2 separate regions of the Hordeum vulgare genome follow, and region 2 is linked to region 1. Evidence: chromatin contacts called from public Hi-C data. All regions are on one chromosome and are shown on one strand. Each heading gives the region's core, a stretch centred on a gene start, on an enhancer-like site or on the middle of the called end of the contact. The rest is flanking DNA. Distances are from core to core; before and after follow the strand shown.

Region 1 (3,114 bases), core at 121-2,620:
TGAAAGGTAGTTCAGCAGTGAAAGTGGAAACTAGGAAACAATCTTACTGTTTAGAGTTTCTTTATCTAGGTTTTCATGAAGGATAGCATCTGCATCATTGGGCTCAACAGAGCTCTTCCCTTCCTTCGCCTTCTTTTTCTTCTTCTTCAGCTTCATTGTTCCAGCATCATTACTATCCAACGGACTTTGTACCTCGATAGGACTTTTGCTTTCCTTTAACTGCTTTTTGTTCTTCTTCTTCAGCTTAGGCGTTGCCTCATCCTCATTGAGAGTCACCAAATTATCCGCCTTGGAACGACTGCTTATTACTTTGGCATGCTTAGTTTTCTTCTTTTGCTTCATCAATACAGTTTTCTTGCTTCCTTTGTCTAAGAACAAGAGACAAGAGATAAACCGTTATTATACTAGTAGAAGAAATATAACCCCATTTCAGCTTTGACAATACTTGACAACCATATATAACACCTACTCCCTCCGTCCCATAATGTAAGACGTTTTCCAACACTACACAAGTGTAAAAAAACGTCTTATATTATGGGACAGAGGGAGTAGTAAACAACTCAAAGAGCTGGAACCAAAAAAATTGACAAGCATTCAGAAAATGAGATGGATCTCATGCTACTTCTTTCATGCACATGAGACACTGACGAGTACCACTGTTTTCAGAACACCGATTCTGTACTACCACTGAATCATTGCCTCTACCCTTTGGTGTGGTGATAAATCGACATTTTTAAGCATGCACAAAATCCACTCTAGGCTGAGCCTAACCACCACTGATCCTCCAAAACAAAATGGCAGGGGATAACACGAAACAGTCACTGGCAATACCTTCCACGATAGCATGTCCGGCAGCGCCCTCGCTCTCAACCGCAGCATCTAAAACTCTGTCCTTCTTCTTCTTCAGCAGCTTCCTCTTCACTCCAAGCCCAAGCGCCAGCTTCTTATCGACCTTGGCTTCCCGCGAAGCCTTCTTGTCTACAAAGCAGCGAATTCTTTTTATACTTTCGCCTCCCAAATTCGAGCTAATTCAATCGAGAAGCAACAGGGTGCGTGCAGGAAGGGGAAATCTCCGCACCTTTGGACTTGCCCATGCTGAGAACAAATCAGCAATAAGGCTTCCACGAGACAGACGCGAAGAGGGGGCGGCGGAGGCGGAGAAGTCCTCGTCGGCGGCTGCTGCTGGGTGTCGGCGTCGGGGAGCTGCGAGGCGCGCGGTAGGGTTTGGGCGTCTCTATGGGTTTCTTTCTACCGGGCTTAACTGCCCACGAGCATGAGCATTTGTGCAGGTGGGCCTAGTTTTACCCGGGCCCACAGTGCAGGCCCAAAGCCCCTTTTAATAGCGAGCGGCTTCGCGTGCCGATTCCTAAAACCCTAGCTCCACCACCACCCTCCTAAACCCGCGAGCTCACCAAGGAGGCGGCGGCGGCGGCGACAGCAGCAGCAGAGAAACTATGGGGAGCGACACGGAGACGGAGAAGAAGAAGACCCCGGTGGCGCTGGCGCCCATCGCCAAGCCGCTCGCCGGCAAGAAGCTCTCCAAGAAAACCCTCAAGCTCGTTCGCCGAGGTTCGTGGGATTTTCCCCGCTCCCTCTTTTGCCCAAATCAGGTTTTCCTTGGTTCAGTCGTGATTGTGGTTTGTTGCCTCCGTGTTTTGCAGCCTCGGAGGCCAAGTGCCTGAAGCGCGGGGTCAAGGAGGTGGTCAAGAGCATCCGCCGTGGGAGCAAAGGGTTAGTACAGTATTTCTAGTTCCTCCTGTGTGCTGTGTACAGTACCTCGTTTGACTTGCTTATGAGTTGTTGTCTAGTAGAGTGAACAACATTGGTCACGCGAAACGTGCGTTATGACCGAATACATACTGAAAGATGTAGTGTGCTATTCTTGTTGATGATGAAACTGACTGTTTGCCACTGTATGAGGTTAATGACTAGGGGTGTGCTTATTTAGGTTGTGATTTGGATCGATACTGTTGCTGCGTTTTTTTATGAATCAATCGTTCAGTGGCTTACTTGCATGATGTCATTGACATATGTGGCTCTGTTTGATGCAGGTTGTGTGTAATTGCTGGAAACATCTCTCCTATCGATGTGATTACACATCTTCCCATACTTTGTGAGGAAGCCAATGTCCCATACATATATGTGACATCAAAAGAGGTTTGCTGCATTTCCTCTACATTATTTATGTTTATTTTGTTGCAATTATATATGTGAAATCAGATTCTCACCATCAATTAGTTTTTTGTTTGAACATCGAAAGAAAGCACCCTTCTGTCTTTCTGATAGCAGTAATGCCCACTCTATTTAGTTGAAGCCTGTTTGTTTTCTCGACTTTGGTACCTTGAACAATGGTTTTCCTCTCTGGCCATATCACATCTAAGGAGCACAGCATAGTTGTCTTGTCATTTGCTTTTGAAGTGTTCTATTTAATTAGCTGTGCTGGAGCTAATGAGAAAAGAAACATCTCTTGAGCCTTGACATTTTGTTTGTCCACTTTACTTTACTTGAATTAGAATCAGATGGTCTTTATGTTCTAAAGATTGTGTTTGTACCTTATTTTCCGTTGAGTCAAAATAGACCTAATGGGGTTGCTTTACCAGTTTATCAGTCTGAAGTAGACAGTCTGTATTGGGTTGAAAAAAATGTTTGATAATTTTGGTCACCCATTTGCCCTTGCATGCTTTTATCATTTGAGATAGGTTGCATATTTTATTTTTGAACTATGTTTTTATAACTGTATTGCTGTACCCAGCCCGTGTCACAGGCCAACATATCATTTACAGGCCTGAAACTTGCATATTGCCTTTACATATATACCCTATCTCATTAATCTTCCCTATGGCCTACTCTAAGTTTGGCAGACCAAGATGGTTGCTGGCAGGTCTTGACAGCATAGGGTTCTAAATTCGGTTTGTATGTTGGTCCATTTATGTTACCCATTTGCCACAAGAACTTCTCGCCCCATTTTGTTTTTTTCCTTGAAATGAAACTGTAAGTTTCTTGCATGTCCCTACTCATTTGGTCCTATGGTTTCCTTGAGAAGTCTGTCTCGTGCCTGTACATAGCCCATGTTACATGCAAGCTTGAAACAGTTCCAAGCCTGATGTTAAGAAA
Region 2 (3,429 bases), core at 866-3,365, 360 kb before region 1:
TTCCAAAAGGTACGGCCGTGCCTCTGGCGATAGCAAAATCGTGCCTCTGGCAAAAGCAAAATCGTGCCTCTCACAGAAAAAGCAAAAACGTGTTTTCTCTTTTAAGAGGCACGTCCGTGCGAGAAAAATCTGGAAAAAACCACTCTAAAAAACCGAAAACACGTGTGAAAAAATAAAAAATAAAATAAAAAATAAAGAGAACGTCCAAAACGCGACACATGGCGGCGGGTGAGAACGCATCAAGTGACGACGCGCAGAAGCGATTGCTGAGACACTCCTGAACGAACGATCGTTAACCAGTTGCTTACTACGAATCCCACCTGATAGATTTATACTGGGCCTGTTTAGTTAGCGTGAATTGAATTTACGTAAGGTTTCATAAACCATCACGTATGTGTAGCATTATTGTCCCATGGAGACACCTCATGGGCCTCATCCTGTCATTACGAGTTATCGCGCCTCGATAATAACTTATGGATACCAAAAGAATGAAAATGGTTTTCTTTCTGGAATTTTCTTTTTCTATTATTTTTTAAATAAAATATATAGTTTTTTTTCTAAACACGTGAACATCTAGAAATATATTTTAAAAATGCTTAATTTTTGTAAATAAATGAACACTTTCTAATTCTACACAAACACTTTTTAAATGCATGAATAGATTGTAAAAGTACTCTTGTTTGAAAATGTTTGTGCAATTTTTAAAATGTGTTCACCAGTTTAAAGAAATCATGCATTTTGTAAAAGTGTTCACACCTTTTACAAAATGTTCATGTATTTTTTTTAAAATTATTCACATATTCAAGAAAAAAAGTCATTAAAAATAACCAATTTTCTTTAAAAAAATGTTAGTTGTAAAAAAGAAACTGAATGAATCTGAAACTCAAATGAAACTTAAACATTGCTGGAAAGTTTAAGTAGGAATGCTTGGTAATGAAAAAAACCACGCAACACAACTATGAATTGCCGGCCATGGTGCAATCACGTGAAGCGTTTGGCCAACGGAACGATGGACTTTGCATCAAATAGGAGGTGAGAGGGATCGTGTGGTTAATGTTGTTTTATGATGTTCATTTACAAGCGATATAGTGTGGTGAATCCTATTTAGCACATGTTTATAGGCAAATTTGATAACCCGCGCCTACAACGCGTTATCTAGGCTTGGCCCATCTTCTGTTATAACACAAAAAGAAAACCAGCGTTGTTACGATTCAAACCCACGACAGTAGTATAATGGAGTAACCTCTCCACCGCACCGCGTTAGGTGCTGAGGTAATGCTTCTTCCCGTATTTCTTCTTTCCCCTTACATATTTTCTTTTTTCTTTTTCGTTTTCACTTTTTACCTTTTTTCTTCTTTGTTTTTATTGTTTTTTTAATTATGATGAACAAGTTTTTTTGATAAATTATGAGGAACTTTATTCAAAATGGATGAATTTTTTCACCATTGATGAACTTCTTTTTATAAAAATCAACGACTTTTCCAAAAAATTGATGAACTTTTTCTTAAATATATGATTTTGTTTTGAACTCTGTGAACTTTTTTCAAAATCAACGAACTTTCTAAAAAAATGATGAACTTTTATCAAATTCGATGAACTTTTTTTTAAAATTGATGATTTATTTCAAAATATGTGAACTTTTTTCAAAATGATGAACTTTTATAAAATTCGATGAAATTTTCCGAATTAATGAACGCTTTTAAATTTTGATGAGCTTTTTATAAAAAATGGTGAACTTTTTTCAAATTCGGTGAACATTTTTTAAAATCAATAATCATTTTTTAAAATTCGATTGACTTTATAAAAATTGGATGAACTTTTTCACAATCAATGAATTTTTTCAAAACACCAATTTCTGATTTTTAGTTTCTTTTTTTCTTTTTATTAAAGTCAATGGTTATAGGGCCGTCCCAGCATGGGCCGTTGCAGGCGATAGGAACGGAAACGGGCGCCTGCAGCGCCATATAGGAGCACCCATATACCGGTCCCAAAAAAACAAAAATAAAAAAGCAAGCGATATACCGCGCATCGGCATCAATTTAGGGATACCAATTACGAGACCGTCCGATGGCCGACGGCCGATAGCATCCTCTCCTTGCCACACAAACGGAAAAATGCGCCAAAGAAGTCTCAGCCATAGACACTGCCGTAGCTGCGGCTGCGCGCGCTTGTGTGGCCGAGAGAGCAGCGCTGGTGGGTAGACTGTACGGCGAGCAAGCCGGAGCCATGGCCTTCACCCCCACGTCGGTGTCGGCCACCCTGCCGCCGTCGGCTCCTCCTCCTCCGGCGGCCACCAAGGGCACGCCCCGCCGGGCGCCATGGAATGCCCCGCCGATGGCCGCCTCGCCCACGGCTGCATTGCTGGCCGTGACGCCGGCCGCGCACGCCGCGGCGTTCTCCAAGGAGGAAGTCGCCGGGTCGTTCACCAAGGTACGCGCGCCGACGCCCATGGGTAAACTCTTGTTTGAGCTCCGGATTTTATTATCCAGTGGCATTGCGGCTGAGTGCTCGCGCGATTGGTTGCTTGCTGGGTAGGCGGTGGACACGGTGGATGTGGTGATCGGCGTCGGCGGCCAGGTGGCCGAGCAGTCCTTTGTCGTGCTCAGGGCGCTAGTCGAGGCCGCGAAGCCGGCGCTGCCGGTTCTGCAGAGCGCCGGTGAGCAGGCCCTGAAGCTCGCCTCCCCGGTGGTCTCTGACGCCTCCAGGCAGGCCACGGAGGCGCTCCAGGGCGCCGGCGTCGACCTTGCCCCCCTCCAGTCTGCTTTTAAGGTACGGCCACTCGCAGTCTCGGGCGACTCCTTAATCAGCATCGAGGTTCACTCAATGACGCCGCTCTCTCCGGTAGACGTTCGCAGATGCGGCGCAGCCGGCCATCGGCGCCGCGAAGCCGATCGCCTCCGAGACCGTCCAGACCATCGGGTCTCTGGAAGGCACGGACTATGTCGTGGCCGCCGGAGCCGCGTTCCTCGCGTACCTGCTCCTTCCGCCGGCCTGGTCCCTGCTCTCATACGGCCTACGCGGCTACAAAGGTTCTTCCACTGCTCAGTGCTCACCCTGTTGCTGCACTCCATGTGTCATCGGAAACCATTTTGTACCATCTCTCACTCTGCTGCTGCTGCTGCTGCTGCATTGCATTTGCATCCTGTGTGATTCAGGTGACCTGAACCCAGCTCAAGCTCTGGACATGGTCACCTCCCAAGGTTACCTTATCATCGACGTGCGAAGCGAGAACGACAAGGGCAAAGCCGGCGTGCCGCAGCTCCCCTCCAACGCAAAGAACAAGATCATCTCTCTGCCGTGCGCATTCTTCCTTTCCTCTCAAATAACCCCAAAATTACATAGTAGGAGAAACCATACGATTCTGGTTCCATCCATTGGAAATGATGAAAAAATCCCACCATTTTTAACCATGTCAGTCTGGAAGAACTT

Evidence for each region. A called contact is a pair of places that touch in the nucleus more often than the background predicts.
Region 2: a Hi-C map of seedling shows a contact between it and region 1, with 6 times the contacts expected there. The contact joins the promoter of LOC123403431 here to the promoter of LOC123403425 in region 1. A contact is called at or near these places in 2 of 6 Hi-C or Micro-C datasets (leaf and seedling).

Annotation. Positions count from the first base shown.
Region 1 is chr6H:488,448,725-488,451,838 of MorexV3_pseudomolecules_assembly, reverse strand. LOC123403425 (H/ACA ribonucleoprotein complex subunit 2-like protein) reads left to right here and starts at 1,370. Exons shown (of 4, transcript XM_045097362.1): 1 at 1,370-1,569; 2 at 1,662-1,731; 3 at 2,052-2,157. The coding sequence starts at 1,455. LOC123403424 reads right to left here and starts at 1,120. Exons shown (of 8, transcript XM_045097361.1): 1 at 1,079-1,120; 2 at 832-978; 3 at 48-368. The coding sequence starts at 1,094.
Region 2 is chr6H:488,811,472-488,814,900 of MorexV3_pseudomolecules_assembly, reverse strand. It overlaps LOC123403431 (calcium sensing receptor, chloroplastic), which reads left to right and starts at 2,115. Exons shown (of 6, transcript XM_045097368.1): 1 at 2,115-2,430; 2 at 2,536-2,769; 3 at 2,846-3,029; 4 at 3,156-3,297; 5 at 3,417-3,429. The coding sequence starts at 2,227.